Regions from separate parts of the Mus musculus genome. Here all the other regions are linked to region 1. The links are chromatin contacts, called in public HiChIP or PLAC-seq and promoter capture Hi-C maps. All regions are on one chromosome and are shown on one strand. Each heading gives the region's core, a stretch centred on a gene start, on an enhancer-like site or on the middle of the called end of the contact. The rest is flanking DNA. Distances are from core to core; before and after follow the strand shown. Region 1 holds the start of Kifc3 (kinesin family member C3). Region 2 holds the start of Adgrg5 (adhesion G protein-coupled receptor G5). Region 3 has its middle 21 kb from the start of Gm30968.

Evidence for each region. HiChIP or PLAC-seq counts read pairs in DNA pulled down with a chosen protein or histone mark. Capture Hi-C pulls out chosen DNA fragments and counts their contacts.
Region 2: a contact with region 1 is called in a promoter capture Hi-C map of adipose tissue. The contact joins the promoter of Adgrg5 here to the promoter of Kifc3 in region 1. A contact is called at or near these places in 8 of 39 promoter capture datasets (the 3T3-L1 cell line, the C10 cell line, hematopoietic stem and progenitor cells and 3 more), 2 of 484 Hi-C or Micro-C datasets (B cells and nephron progenitors), 8 of 115 datasets of contacts at active chromatin or transcription factors (effector CD8 T cells, embryonic basal ganglia, embryonic stem cells and 3 more) and 3 of 9 other capture datasets (adipose tissue, liver and macrophages).
Region 3: a contact with region 1 is called in an HNF4G HiChIP or PLAC-seq map of pancreatic cancer cells. The contact joins the enhancer-like site here to the promoter of Kifc3 in region 1. A contact is called at or near these places in 1 of 39 promoter capture datasets (hippocampal neurons), 1 of 15 datasets of contacts at CTCF or cohesin (large pre-B cells), 1 of 484 Hi-C or Micro-C datasets (cerebellum), 4 of 115 datasets of contacts at active chromatin or transcription factors (acute myeloid leukemia, embryonic stem cells, pancreatic cancer cells and 1 more) and 3 of 9 other capture datasets (adipose tissue, embryonic stem cells and pancreatic islet).

What each region holds. Positions count from the first base shown.
Region 1 is chr8:95,139,902-95,144,397 of GRCm38.p6, forward strand. Kifc3 (kinesin family member C3) reads right to left here and starts at 2,656. Exons shown (of 22, transcript NM_001372314.1): 1 at 2,531-2,656. The region is part of intron 1 of Gm31036 (a long non-coding RNA gene); the gene reads left to right.
Region 2 is chr8:94,921,291-94,925,786 of GRCm38.p6, forward strand. It overlaps Adgrg5 (adhesion G protein-coupled receptor G5), which reads left to right and starts at 2,404. Exons shown (of 12, transcript NM_001145972.1): 1 at 2,404-2,467.
Region 3 is chr8:94,953,440-94,957,935 of GRCm38.p6, forward strand. No RefSeq gene overlaps it. Among named protein-coding and RNA genes, the nearest start is that of Gm30968, 21 kb to the right of the region's middle. Within about 2 kb of position 1,907, at least 98 of the 459 cell types and tissues checked have an H3K27ac peak or open chromatin away from gene starts, as enhancers often do. A contact at or near this core is called in acute myeloid leukemia, adipose tissue, pancreatic cancer cells and 1 more, where this site is marked.

The DNA.
Region 1 (4,496 bases), core at 1,406-3,905:
GCCAGCCAGGTACAGGGGCTCACACCTACCTTCCCTAGCACTCAAAAGGTTGCAAGTTCTAGCCAGGCGTGGTGGCACACACCTTTAATCCCAGCGCTCGGGAGGCAGGGGCAGGCAGAGTTCAAGACCAGCCTGATCTACAGAGTGAGTTCCAGGACAGCCATGGCTATACAGAAAAACCCTGCCTCGAAAAAACAAAAAGAAAGGTTGCAAGTTCCAGACCAGCCTAGGTTGCAAAGCCGTTTCAAAGCGACTCAAGGGACTGGAAAGGGCCTAGGAGGCAGCTGTTTCCTTCTTAGAGGGAAGTTCAGCCAGGATGATGAGGAGATGGAGCTGAGAGAATATGCTATATAGAACAGGGGAGAGGTGACATGTAGGGGTAGACAGAGGTACAGGAACAATGCATCTAGAGACAGGAAACAAATAGCAAGAATCTGGAGTCAGAGACTGAAGACTTTTGATCTGATGCTTTTAGGGGCAAGTACTGAAGACAGTGGGTCATGTCTCTTCCTCCCCTGACTGAAGACAAGTCAAGTGTGGGGTACTCACTGGGAGAGGACAGGAATGTGGGGGGAAGGGGTCAGAAAGATGCTGATCAACCCCATCCCCCATCCCATGGATGCCTTGAGATGGGTGTAAAGTGGGAGAAGCCAGAGGAGCAGAGAGCAGATACAAATGCCCTACCCAGGTGGCCTGATGCAGTGCATGAAGCCGACCCTGCAGGCCAGGGGGTGAAGCTGGGAGGACCATCCTCTGTGGGTGCTCGTACCAAGCTGAGACCATGACGGGCAGAGGATTCTAGGAGAGATCAGCTCAGTCAAGGAGGTGGGGGAGCATATTTCTGTGCTATCAGGAAGGGAAGTTGGAGCGGCAGCCTGGAGAAAGAGGAAGGGTGTGTGCTAGGTCCCCAAGAGGAAAAGGCAGCTGAATTTAGCAGCTGGAAACCCGGGTGTGAGGTCAGGAGTATCAAGGAATCTCAAACAAGCCCAGGGTTCTAGGCCAAGAGACAAGTGCATCATCTCCTTACACAGGTGTTAGGTCTGGGGTCCTGGGACCTCTAGTGACCTGGAAATCATGCAGTAGAGCTATGGGCTAGGTCAGACCTTGGCTCCGCCACCTAGAAGAATTAATTACCTGCTCTTTGCCTTATCATCTTCATGTATCAAGTGGTGAAAACTGTACTTCTCAGGGCTGACATCAGAAAATACACATATGAAGTATGGACACAGGCAAAGGGCCCAAGATGCTGCTATCTCTTGGTAAACTGTCCCATTGGTGGGTGAATGCGGAAGCTGTTTGGGGGAGGGGCATGTGCTTCTCTGGGTTTAGCTAAGGATGGTAGATCTGCCTTCCTCCTGTCTTAAACCAGAGACAGGGCAAAGACTCACTCTCTCTCTCTCTCTCTCTCTCTCTCTCTCTCTCTGTGTGTGTGTGTGTGTGTGTGTGTGTGTGTGTGTGTGTAGACCTCATAGTCACCTATACACCACTGCAGGGGATAGCTTAGTTCTCCTGGGTGAGCATTTGGGGGAGGGGGCATGGCTAGACTGGGTTAGGGTATCCCTGGCACACACATGTTCTGGTGCATCCAGATTTCAAATTTTCTGCTCTCTGGTACCCATACAGACAGCAGAACTTACCATCCCCAAACCCTGAAGTCCAACCACTCCAATACACAAAACCATTCTGGGACTGCATTCCTAGCAAATGACTCTCTCTAGCCAAGGAGACTGCCCCTTTATGAAGGGCATGGGGAATAAGTCCTACCAGACTAGGAAGGGCATTTACCCAGTCTGGGGCAGAAGGACACTAAGGAAGGTGAAGCTAGGGGTAGTCCCAAGGCCCAAGCTTGAGAAATGCATTAAAGTGTGTGTGTATGTTTTGGAAGGGTGACAAATACTACTTAAGAATTTAAATCCAGCTTCCTCTTTAAAATGTCTCAGGACCCGGCCTTTCACTGTGTCAGCCAGAGTTCTCCTGTTACTTGCAGTGGAAAGGCTGAGGGGACAGACAGCTTCTGGGCTCCCCTCCCTGCAGGGATTCCTCAGCCGCAGCTGTCAATGACTTGATCCCTCTCAGCTTGAGAGGGTATTTCTGAGGCCCTCCCTCCTAACCTAGGGGCTGCCGCACCCCACCTCGGGCCTTGCCCGGGGGATGGGGGAGAACTACTCGGGGGACACAGAGGGAGGGCCCAAACAGTAGCCTTCCTGGAAGCGACCCTTGCAGGGGGAGGGGGTTCACTGGTTGACCCGCAGCTCCCAGGTAGGCACTGCACATTCCCCCTCCAAGGAGTCGGTCTTGGTGGCGCTACCCCAGAGGCTGTGCCACCCTCACGCCCAGGTCTCTGCAAGATCCTCCGGTTGGACCAATACAGTGGGAGCCCCGCGCTCAGCCGGGTCTCTTGGGGCCTGATCGCAACACCCACCGGGTCGGGGAAAGAGGGGGTCCTCAGGCAGGGCGGGCGCGGCGCCCAGCAGGAGCGCCGGGAGGAGCCCGTCCCATTCCACCCCCAGCCTGCCGGGACCCGACTCACCGGCCTAGCGGAGACAGGATCCCAGCGCCGCCACCGCAGCGCCCCGGGCTCGGCCCGCTCCGGCCGGCTCCGGCCCGCCCGCCCGCGCGAGGCAGCTCCACGCCGCCGCCGCTGCCTCCTTGGCCCGCCCCGTGCCCGCCCCTCCCGCACTTTCCACAGGAAATGATTAACTCAGGCCGCGGCGCGTTCCCATGGTAACGGGCTCGGGAGGGGGGCACGCGCACTCTCGCGCACGCGCCCACCCCAGGCGCATGCCTCCCCTCTTATCCTACCCATCCACCCGACACAGGCTGGTACACCCTTGTGCGCACACCCACTGGTGCACGAGCCCAGGCGCACCTTGCCTGCCCCTTCCGAGCTGGCTCACACCCTCCACTGCACACCGCGTACCTGCACACTCGCCCTCACCCATTACTCCTACCCAGGAGTTAACGTTAACACTCACCCTCAAAACGGTTTGTACTCCACCCCAAACCCAGGTGCAGAAGTTTCACGCACGCCAGCTAGGATCCACACACAACTGGCACACACACACACACAGACTCACATCTTAATACATTTCCTCACACAAGCTCTTGCACGCGAGATCGAGCACACGCATACCACACGTTCACCTGCTCTGTTACACAGGCGTGCACCCTCTCTCTGTGCCCAGCCTGGCATCCTGCCTTGCCAGCTGCACCCCTGCACCCCCAACCAATAAATATTTTCTTGAGCAGCAGGCTTGGGGTTTGTTAAGGTAACGCATTCCCTTAAGCTCCGGCAAAACAGCTCCACCGTCTGTCTTTAAAAGCTCCTTCCTGGGGCGTCTAGGAGCCACTGAAGAGGCCTGGGGGAGAGAAGGCTCAGGCAGCCAAGAGAGACTGCTGACCCAAAGGAGCCACTCTGTTCTTTGTCTCCCAAACAGAGAGGCATTTATTCCAGCCCCAGTATGCCCACTCCGGAGTGCGGAAGGAGAATGTGCCACAGGAGCCTGTCCCGCAGAGGCTGATGGTCCCCAGATAACCTGAGGAGGGTGAGGGTCTACCCCTTCAGGCTTGCCAGAAATGGCCTAGGAGAGACCTAGGGAGGGCCTTGCTGCCTCCTCTGGGCCTGCTTCCCGCTTCCGCTGCTGAGCCACGTGTCAAGAATCTGGAGCAAAAACAGAGACAAGGACTTAGGCCCCACAGGGTGCCTGGTGCCAGGCCAGGCCTGGCCAGTAGGCCCCCAGCTGGAAGCAAGCACTGTCTCATCTATTGAAGGCTCTATTCGAGGGGAAGGGGTGTGTCCTGCATTTAAGTTTGCATATAAAAGGAGAAACCTTGTCTTCCTTAAGGATTGGGACACTGACATAAACTTCAGTTTCCTTCTAGCAAAGCCAAAGTCAGGTTTTGTTTTGTTTTGTTTTAACTAATAAAAACATTTATTGTTCTCTTTTCTCCAATTAGAAAAGTAATGGATGTTCCTTGTGACTGTGATCCCACCCACTGGGTGTAAGTGCTGCCAACACTTCATTTAGGACAGCCCTTTTCCCTTGTGCACATAATAGACACCATTTATTCCTGGTGAGTATAGTGTCTGGCACTGTGCTCTGTAACAGCAAGGTCCCGTTCCACACTGATCCGCCCAGGAGATGGGCACCTCCTATGTCCATGTGTTCAAGAGAGGAGAGGCAAACTCAGAATGGGTCAGAGCTGAGGCTCCAAGTCCTATAGGGATGCACACATGTGCACTGTGCACAGGGGCCACTGTATGAATGTAGGAAGCACCAATGAAGGAAAAATGAAGGGCGGGCTGAAACCATAGGAGGAAGCACTTTAAAACTCCCAGCAAGGCTCTAGCTCCAACTGAAAAAACTAATCGTTCAATGATTATTAAGAATTTAAGAGTTCACATTCCGCTGGCCCTGGTGGCACAGGGCCTGTCATTCTAGCCACTGGGGAGGCCAAGGGGAGGATTTCAGTTCAAAGTCTGCTGGTTAGAGTGT
Region 2 (4,496 bases), core at 1,154-3,653, 220 kb before region 1:
TCCTCCTGCCCCAGCTTCCCAATTGCTGGGATTATAGGCACACGACATTGCATCCATCTGGAAGACTTTCTGACCTATGTACGACATCACTGAATCTCGAGGGTGTGCATTGTGGGAATCAGCCGGTCAGAAGGACACACACTATATGATCCTGGGTATAAGTGCTCACTACAGTAGCTGCATTGATAGAGACAAGTGGGAAGAGTGGTTGCCAGGCCTTTGGGTCTAATGAGAGAGATGTTATGTTTGGGAAAATCAAAGAGGCTTGGTGATAGACAATAAGTGATAGTTACACAACAGTGTGTGTATCTCATGTTGCTGGACTCAATACTTATAAATGGATAAAATAGTAAATTTTGTGATATATGCATATGTTACCACAATTAAAAAATTTTTAAGTTTCTTGTTGTTTTTGTTCTTGTTTTTTTTGAAACAAGATCTCACTACGCAGCTGAGGCTAGCCTTGAGCTGAAGGGTCTCCAGTGGAGTCCTGAATGCTCTGTTTGCAGGACTGTGCCTGCACACCATACTCAGCTCAGGTAACTTGTTTTTAATAAGAACAAAGAATGGGTAGGGGTGGAGGGGTGGGGTGGGGTCGGGGGAGTGGGGTGGGAAGAAGAGGAACAAAAGTCTGGGTCGGAAAGAGGCTAAAGCCTGCCAGGCACAGAGGTAGTTCCAGCTATACCAGAAGGATTGCTGGAGCCCAGAACGCCTGGCCTGTGGTGTGTTGTTCTGTCTGAATAACCCCCATCAAGTGCAGTATCAGTATGACAACTGCCAGATTGCTTTAGGAAGGGGAACTGGCCCAGATCGGCAACACAGAGGGTGTGAACTGAGAGGCTCAAGATGTTTTGTCTCCTCTAATTGGAGGCTTCAGATTGCCATCAAGACTGGGGAAGCTTTGGAGAGTAGATGACTCCCTCTTGGTATTAGTCCCCTGTTCTAATGTCTAGTCATGCTTATAGTCCTTCACAGATCCCCTACACACAAACACAAGTGGGGAGACCTTTGTCAAGGGATGGGAATATCTTCTCCTCCAAGGGACCGAGGAAGCTACTGATCTGGCTTCTGAGCATAAGACTGTCCAAAGTGAAGTGTGTTCTTCGGTGTTGTATGCAGGGGTGACCGGCATCCTAAGCTGAGGCAGGAACAGTGAGGTAGGAAACACAGAGGTTGTGGGGACTTGGGGATCAGAGCTCTCTACCTAGGCCTTCTGTGCAGCTGCTCACCACGGAGCATAAAGGAGTTGGTGGTTCAGTCCCCAAGGCATCCCGGACAACCGCCTCCCCCACCCTCCCTAGGAAAGGCCAGGAGGTGAACGTCTGGTTATAGTAAACTAAAGCATGGGTGTGTGGGAGCTAAGGCGGTGGTTCAGCCAGCAGATGCTTTCGAGGCGTGCACAAGGCCCTGGGGTTGAGGCCAAACACCACTAAAGACAATAGCCAGGAAAAAAAAAAAACAACGTGCAAAAAGGGCAAATGCTTATCTAAGTCACCCAGTGGGAGTCTGGCCAAGGAGTTGAGACACAATTGTACAGGGGCCCTGCAAAACCTTTGATGGCATCTGGGGTGGGGCCCCCTTTCCCTCTGAGCCCCTTACACCCACTGTGAGCTATGAGGAACTGACTGTGAAGAAGCTGGCTTGAGCGGTGGAGGGCAGGAAGACTGTGCTGGGACCCGTGCTTTCTTCCTTTCCCTGCGTCTCTGTGCCCCTCAGCCCCACTACCGCAGGAGCAGAAGAGGTTCTTGAGTTATGATTTTCTGCAGGGAATTTGGATAGGCTCCCCATCTCTGAATCACTTCCGTGGTCTCTTTAGGACTCTGTAGAGAGCATAGCTGGTATTATAGGCTACGCTCGTGGGACTTCTGACTGAAGGCGAGGCTAGTCTGCTTTCTCTCCCTGCTATTCTGGCCATACTTCCTGAGATCTGCCCTGGACCACCTGGAACTGCGTCCTTGTCCTCTCTAGGCTATCAGTTCAGCATCTATGACACTTGCAGGTCTGATTGCTGTTATACATGAGGAAATATATATATATTAAAAATATAAATTTTCCCTTTCTATAAATGGGGAAACTGAGACTTAGGAAGGAGCTATAGCTTGCCCAAGGGTGCAGAGCTGGACCGTCCTGAACCCTCCACAACACCATGCTGTCTGTCTCTCCTGGCACTTCTGGGGAGGCTGAGCCCAGTCTCCCCCCCTCCACCCGCCCCCCCCCCCCCCCAGAGTGTGACCAAGGGGACCTTGATCTAGCCGACAGCTCAGAGGAAACAGAGAGTGCTACCACAAAAGAAGTGAGGCAGGAGCATAGGGTGAAGGGAGGCCAGAAAAGCCCGGGAGTAAGTAGGCCGAGGTGAACAGAAAAGCCACAGCTTTCAACTCCTCTCAACTTCCTTTTCTCCCTGCAGAAGCTAGAGGACCATCTCGAGACAGCAGTGAGGACGTGACTGCCGCTGACTGCTTTACAGGTTAGTCCCCTGGACCCCTCCACCCTCCCACCCATTGGTCCCCATCCACAGACCCCAGGTGCACAGATCTCATGCCATCCCAGGAGTGACAAGCTAGGGACCCACCTCCTTCCAACTCCAGAGAAGCCTCTACTTTCAGAAGTGAAGTTAAGCCATGATTATATCTGGGGGGTGGGGGGGGGTAGCTTTCCCGAATCCCGATTTCTCATATAGAAAACGAGGTGAGTCGTGTAGCACAAGGCTTGAGTGACAGCGGGTAGACTGTAAGATGCTCTGCGCCCGGCAAATAGGAACTGAGGAAGTTCCTGTGCAGCCTGGGAGACACAGGGTCTCAGAGAAAGGACCTCCAGACAAGCGGGGCCAGACTCCTTGGTGGTTTACAGTGGCCCCCGTTGCCCACTTCTAAAAGAGCTGACAGCAGCATCTTTCTGGGCTGTGACTTGATGCTGATCGACTTGGCCCATTCCTCATCCCAGCCAGGGGCACCTAGAGAAAGCCAGAGGCAGAGCCCAGCCAGTGGTGAGCAGGGATGGCTGTTTGAGGAGCCATGTATAAGCAGGAGGATTGTCCTGGGCAGGACCTGGCGTGGCTGAGGTACGAGATCTGTGCTGGGTGGAAAGCAGAGGCTCCTACGCCCCATGCACTGAAGATGTATTCCTGCCCAAGGCCTACAGTTAGAGGACTAGACCTAGGGCAGGGGCTGATTCCCACAGGAAAGAGTCCTAGAAATGGTTGAGTTCCTCTCCCTGGGAAATGGGTCTCTCTGGCCTAGTTTTGCACACGAGGAAATTGGAAGGTCACTGAGGCCAGTTTCTTAAGCCAGTGCTTTGCAGTCTGGGCACTGAATAGTGGAGCTGGTTATTAAACCCATAGCTTTCTAAGGTCCTTTTCTTGTTCACGTATATCTTAATCTCCCAATTTTAACTGACCTAAAATACTTGCTCACTTGCCTACCACCACTTGGCTTTTCAGGCACCTTTGGGGAGTTGCTGCTGGTGCTGGCTTGGAATTTGAAAGCCCAGGTTTGGGTCCCAGCTTGGCTACGGGGCTGCTGTTGAGCCCCAAGGAAACGCTTGGCTTTTGTGGTATTATGTCGTCTTGCCGTCTTCCAGAATCACCTGGAAAGTCAGGAAAGGGGGTTTCAAGTGATGAACTGCACAGATAGAAACCTGACGGCTGAGGGTTGACAGGTTGATGATGCCTGGGTCCTGATCGGCAGAGACAGGGTGGGTACCGGGAGGTTACAAGCAAAAGCAAAGGTTTGCCCGTGAGAATGAAGTGGCAGCCACAGCTTCTGTCTGGGGTGTTGGGGTGGGGATGGGGTGAGCTTCAGCTCTGGTCTTTTGATTTTCAGTTATATATGGGGTCAGGCTGCCTCTCTGTGTGCCTCTGCTTGGGAGCAGCAGGGCTAAGGTCTGGAAACCAGGCTTTAGGGCCCTGATCCTGGAGATCAAATTCTTCTACCCATTGGGGTTTCAGTTTCTCCACTAAGAGTTCCATCAGCTGAGGTTTTCTGTGTCACCTGGTCCTCTACTGTCATAACCCAGGCTGTCTCAATAGAAACAGTTCATGTTGTCCCTTTGAAGGCTTCCTTGGTCCCCCCAAACTTTGCCCCACATCCATTCTCTGAGACCCCAGGAAGTTAAGTGGATGATGCTCTAGTACCCTAATTCTATCCCTACCTTAAGACTGGCTTATAGGTTAACACACAGGATTAAGGAAAGTGATGGGCTAGGGATACAGTTCAGTGTGTAGAGTGCTTTGCTTAGCAAGCACAGTACCCTAGGTTTGATCCCCAGGGTGACATAAAATGAGGCGTAGAGGTGTGCACCTGTAGTCTCAGAGCATGGGGAGTGAAGGCATAAAGATACTAAGTCTGGGACCCGCCTCAGTTACATGGTGAGCTTGAGGCTAGCTCAGGTTAGGCCTCGGGACCCTGCCTCAAAACCCAACCCAAACCAAACCAAAAGACTAAATATGATGCTTCTACATCACACATAAAAGATCATGTGATGTTAAAAAATAATGT
Region 3 (4,496 bases), core at 657-3,156, 190 kb before region 1:
ATCTATCTATCTATCTATCTATCTATCTATCTATCTATCTATCTATCTATCTATCTCTGTGTGTATGTATGTATATATGCATATATATGTATGTATATATATGTGTGTGTATGTGTGTGTGTGTGTGTGTGTGTGTGTGTGTGTGTGTGTATTCATGCTGATTTGCTCCCTTCATCCTATCCTCTTCAAGACCCTTTCAGAGAACTTCAGGAGCCCACTGACCAGCCAGAACGGTCTCCACCCAGAGCAAGCCTTAGTACCTGTCTCTTGCTCTAGAGCGGTTTCCCCTTGGAGAACTTCATGGTGAGTTTCTACCCAAAGGAGGAGATGTGTCAGGCACAGGGTTAGCACTCAGTGGAAAGTCCCTTTTCACCCAGTCCCTGATGAGGTCGCCAGTGAGGTGGTTGACTGCTGGGTTTAGGTTTGTCCCCGACAGAACCTAACTCAGCCCAGACTTATTGTGTCCTCAAGTCCTCTTTGTCACCACACAACTCTGACATCTCCATGGTAGGGTGCTGAGCCACACCCCTGCAAGAGGCTCAGCTAAGGCCTGCCTATGGAAGTGTGGGTGACTTGGGACAAAGCAGGTTAGTTGTGCAGAGTTGCCACCACTACAGATACTTCTTCTCTGGGTTTGCTACAGTCAAACACAGGACAGGAAATGGATATAAACTCAGATGTATCTCCTGTGAGGCTGTGCAGCTGGCTGAGACAGATGCAAAAACAGAATTCACTGTGATAAGTGATGGAGGGAGGGGGGCGCTTGGGAGCCAGGTCAGGGAAGAGAGCAATGACTAGGTCATTTCTGGCATTTTAATGCTGAGGCAGTGACAAGCAGTCACAACAGCCAACGTAAAACCAAAGGGTGAGGAGCAGAATCCACGTTACCCTCTCACTCAGGCTCACACTAAAGCCCTGTGGTGCCACAACCCTCCTGTAAGCATCCCGGAGCTACTGAACTCTGGACACCAAGAACACCAGCCCAAGCTGTGCCTTGTGGGGTCCAGTGAGGACTGACGAAGTGGGAATGGCATCTTGGAACTCGGCCACAGTCATTGTAGTCGCAGACTCTGACAGAGGGGCACGTGGCCACACAAGCTGCATGGCAGTTACAGCATCCTCACAGACCTGCCATGCAAGGGACTGTAACAGGAATCCCAGCTACCTGGGACCAGAGCCAAATAATACCACAAATGACCACACAAAGGCAGAAGGTAAGAACGGACTCTGACCTCCACTTGCATCCGGTGGCTTCTATGACCACCCCATGCCCACACACATCATCCCTACAACACACACATTAATAGAAAAAACAATTAAAGTAACGGCAAAGTACAAATCCCCAACATCGCCCACAGGGAGAAAAACGGCTTCTGTGAATGCTTCAGCTGGGTGCCTTCTGCACAGCCAAGACCAGGCAGTCTATGGGGAAGCACAGACACACAACCGAATCTCTCGAAACATGCAAAAGGAGGTTTGAATAAGAGTAGCAGCCTGAACTTCCTCAGTCTGGAAACTGCTTGCTCCCAGAAGAGCCGTTTCTATCAGGGTGAAGGTCAACACCTCTCTGGTGTGACGCCCACTCCTGTCACAGGGCTCCTTATAGCTGGAATGGAAGGGCTCAGTCGACAGGACAGGGAGAAGGGAAATACAAGGGCAGGAACCCTAAGTGGCCCACAGTTTCCTCCTCTTTTGTAGGAATGAAACTTGGAGTATGAGCAAATATTTAAACAGTGAGGGGGAGAGCACTAGCGATTAGTGATGAATCATTTAGAAAGGGACTCTCTAGGGGTCGGAGAAATGGCTCTGTGGTTAAAGGCACTTGCTTCTCTCCCAGAAGATAGGAGCTTAGTTTTAGTTCCTCATAGCCACATTGGGCCGCTCCAGGTGCTCTGGCACCCTCTTCTGGCTTCTGTGGGATCCTGCGTTCATGTGGCACATGCGTTGCTCATACAGACGTATAGGCACATATATTTTAAATTAAAAGTCTTTTAAAAACCCAAAGAAATAAGAAATAAAAATGGATCTGTGTGGATGTTTAAAAAGGCACACCTTTAGTGGTCCTTTGTAAGTCCTTTGCATGACTTGATGTCCTTGGGTGGAAGTGACTGTTGCATTGAGAGCTCTCTACTCAGGCAGCCTCTGACCTTGGCTTGCCTTTCATATCATGCTATCACCAAGCAGTCCTAGTGTCCCATGACCACTGTTCTTAAAAGATGTCATCAGGGGTCCTCACTGTCTGGGCTGCAGTGGAAGGTTGTTTATGGTCCCCCTGTCCCAGCACAGACTGCTTGAACTTGAACTTGAACTTGCTGTGTAGCTGAAGCAGGCTTTAAACTCATCCTCCTGCTTCCACCTCCCAAATGTAAGGATTACCCTTTATTTATTTGTTTTCATTTATTTATTTATTTATTTATTTATTTATTTATTTATTTATTTATTTTTGTTTGTTTGTTTTAAGACAGGATCTCAGTAGGTAGCCTTGACTGTCCTGGAACTCACTATGTAGCCTGGGCTAGCCTTGAACTCACAGAGATCTGCCTCTGTCTCCCGAGTGCTGGAACTTGTGAGAGAATATGCAGGGTACATATATTGTTTAACAAAAATAATCAGCAAACCACATGTCAGCACCACCCTTGTGAAGAAAGAGGTGCCACCCTGGCAGACTCTGTCCTCTTTCCACAATGCCCCTGCATCAGAGCGGAGCATTGTTTCAGTCTTTAGAAAAGTCCCCCTGGTTTTATATCAACTTTGCCACCTGTGTCTACATTCCTAAACCATGAAGTATGGCTTTGCCTGCTTGAGAAGCCTCCCTCCCTCCTCCCCTCCCTCCCTCCCTCCTTCCCTCTCTCCCTCCCTCCCTCCATGCCCATCTCCCTACTGTACTGGGGCTTTGTGCATACTAGGAAATGCTACCATTTGGCTATAACCACAGTCCTATTTAGAAAGTTTCTTCTTTTGAAGTCCTCTTTTCCCAGGTGTGTCAAGTTGAAACCAACATTAGCCAACACACACACACACACACACACACACACACACACACACACACTAGAAAACCTGCCCAGTGCTTTGCATGTGGGTTCTTTTGGGGTTTTTTTATGTACTCAGAATATCTTGATGAGGGATGAAGCTGATTTTATCTTCTCGGGTTTTTTTCTCTTTCTTTCTTTCTTTCTTTCTTTCTTTCTTTCTTTCTTTCTTTCTTTCTTTCTTCCTTCCTTCCTTTCTTTCTTTCTTTCTTTCTTTCTTTCTTTCTTTCTTTCTTTCTCTCTCTCTTCCTTCCTTTCTTTCTTTCTTTCTTTCTTTCTTTCTTTCTTTCTTTCTTTCTTTCTTTCTTATCAGTCCTTTATTGTTTTGTTTTCCAGCACTATGTGTGTATGTGTGCATGTGTGTATGTATGTATGTGTGTATGAATGTATGTATGTATGTATGTATGTATGTTTATGTATGTGTGTGTATATGCATGTGTGTATGTATGTATGTGTATATGCATGTGTATGTGTGTGTATATATGTATATGTATGTATGTAGTGTATATATGCATGTGTGTGTATATATGTGTATTATGTATGTATGTAGTGTGTATGTGTATATATATGTGTATGTATTATGTATGTATGCATGTGTGTATTGTGTATGTAAGTGTGTATGTGTATATGCATGTGTGTATGTATGTGTATAGGCATGTGTGTACGTGTATATATGTGTTATGTGTGCGTGTGTGTATGTATGTGTGTATATATGTATGTATATGTATTATATGTATATGCATGTGTGTATATGTGCATGTGTGTGCATGTATGTATGCATGTGTGTGTGTGCATGTGCATGTGTATTGGTGTTAGTGCTGGGAATCAAACCCAGGGCCTTGCCCATGCTGAGCAAGCTCTCTGCCTCCTAGCCTAACCTCTGCTCCTAGGACTCTAAGGTGACAGCAGGCTTCTTTATCTCACGGCAAATCTCAAGGGAAAGTTCTTCTTTTTTTTTTAATATTTATTTATTATATGTAAGTACACTGTAGCTGTCTTCAGACACTCCAGAAGAGGGCGACAGATCTTGTTACGGATGTTTGTGAGCCACCATGTGGTTGCTGGGATTTGAACTCAGGACCTCTGAAAGAGCAGTCAGTGCTCTTAACCGCTGAGCCATCTCTCCAGTCCCAAGGGAAAGTTCTTGATGGTTTCATCTGAAGGTATAGTTGATGAGGTGTTTTGGGGCTTCTTTTCTTCTTTTTTCATTTAAAATGTCAGATTTAGGAAGTTCCGTTCTGTTTCTGATTGCTATTTTTTTTTTTTTAATCTTGAATGGGTTGGGTATGATAGTGAATGATTTTGTTTTGTTTTGTTTTTTTGAGACAGGGTTTCTCTGTGTAACTCTGGCTGTCCTGGACCTTGCTCTACAAACTAGACTGGCCTTGAATTCAGAGATCTAACTGCCTCTGCTTCCTGAGGGATTAAAAGTGTGTACCACCACCCTCTGGCAATAGAATTAAGCTG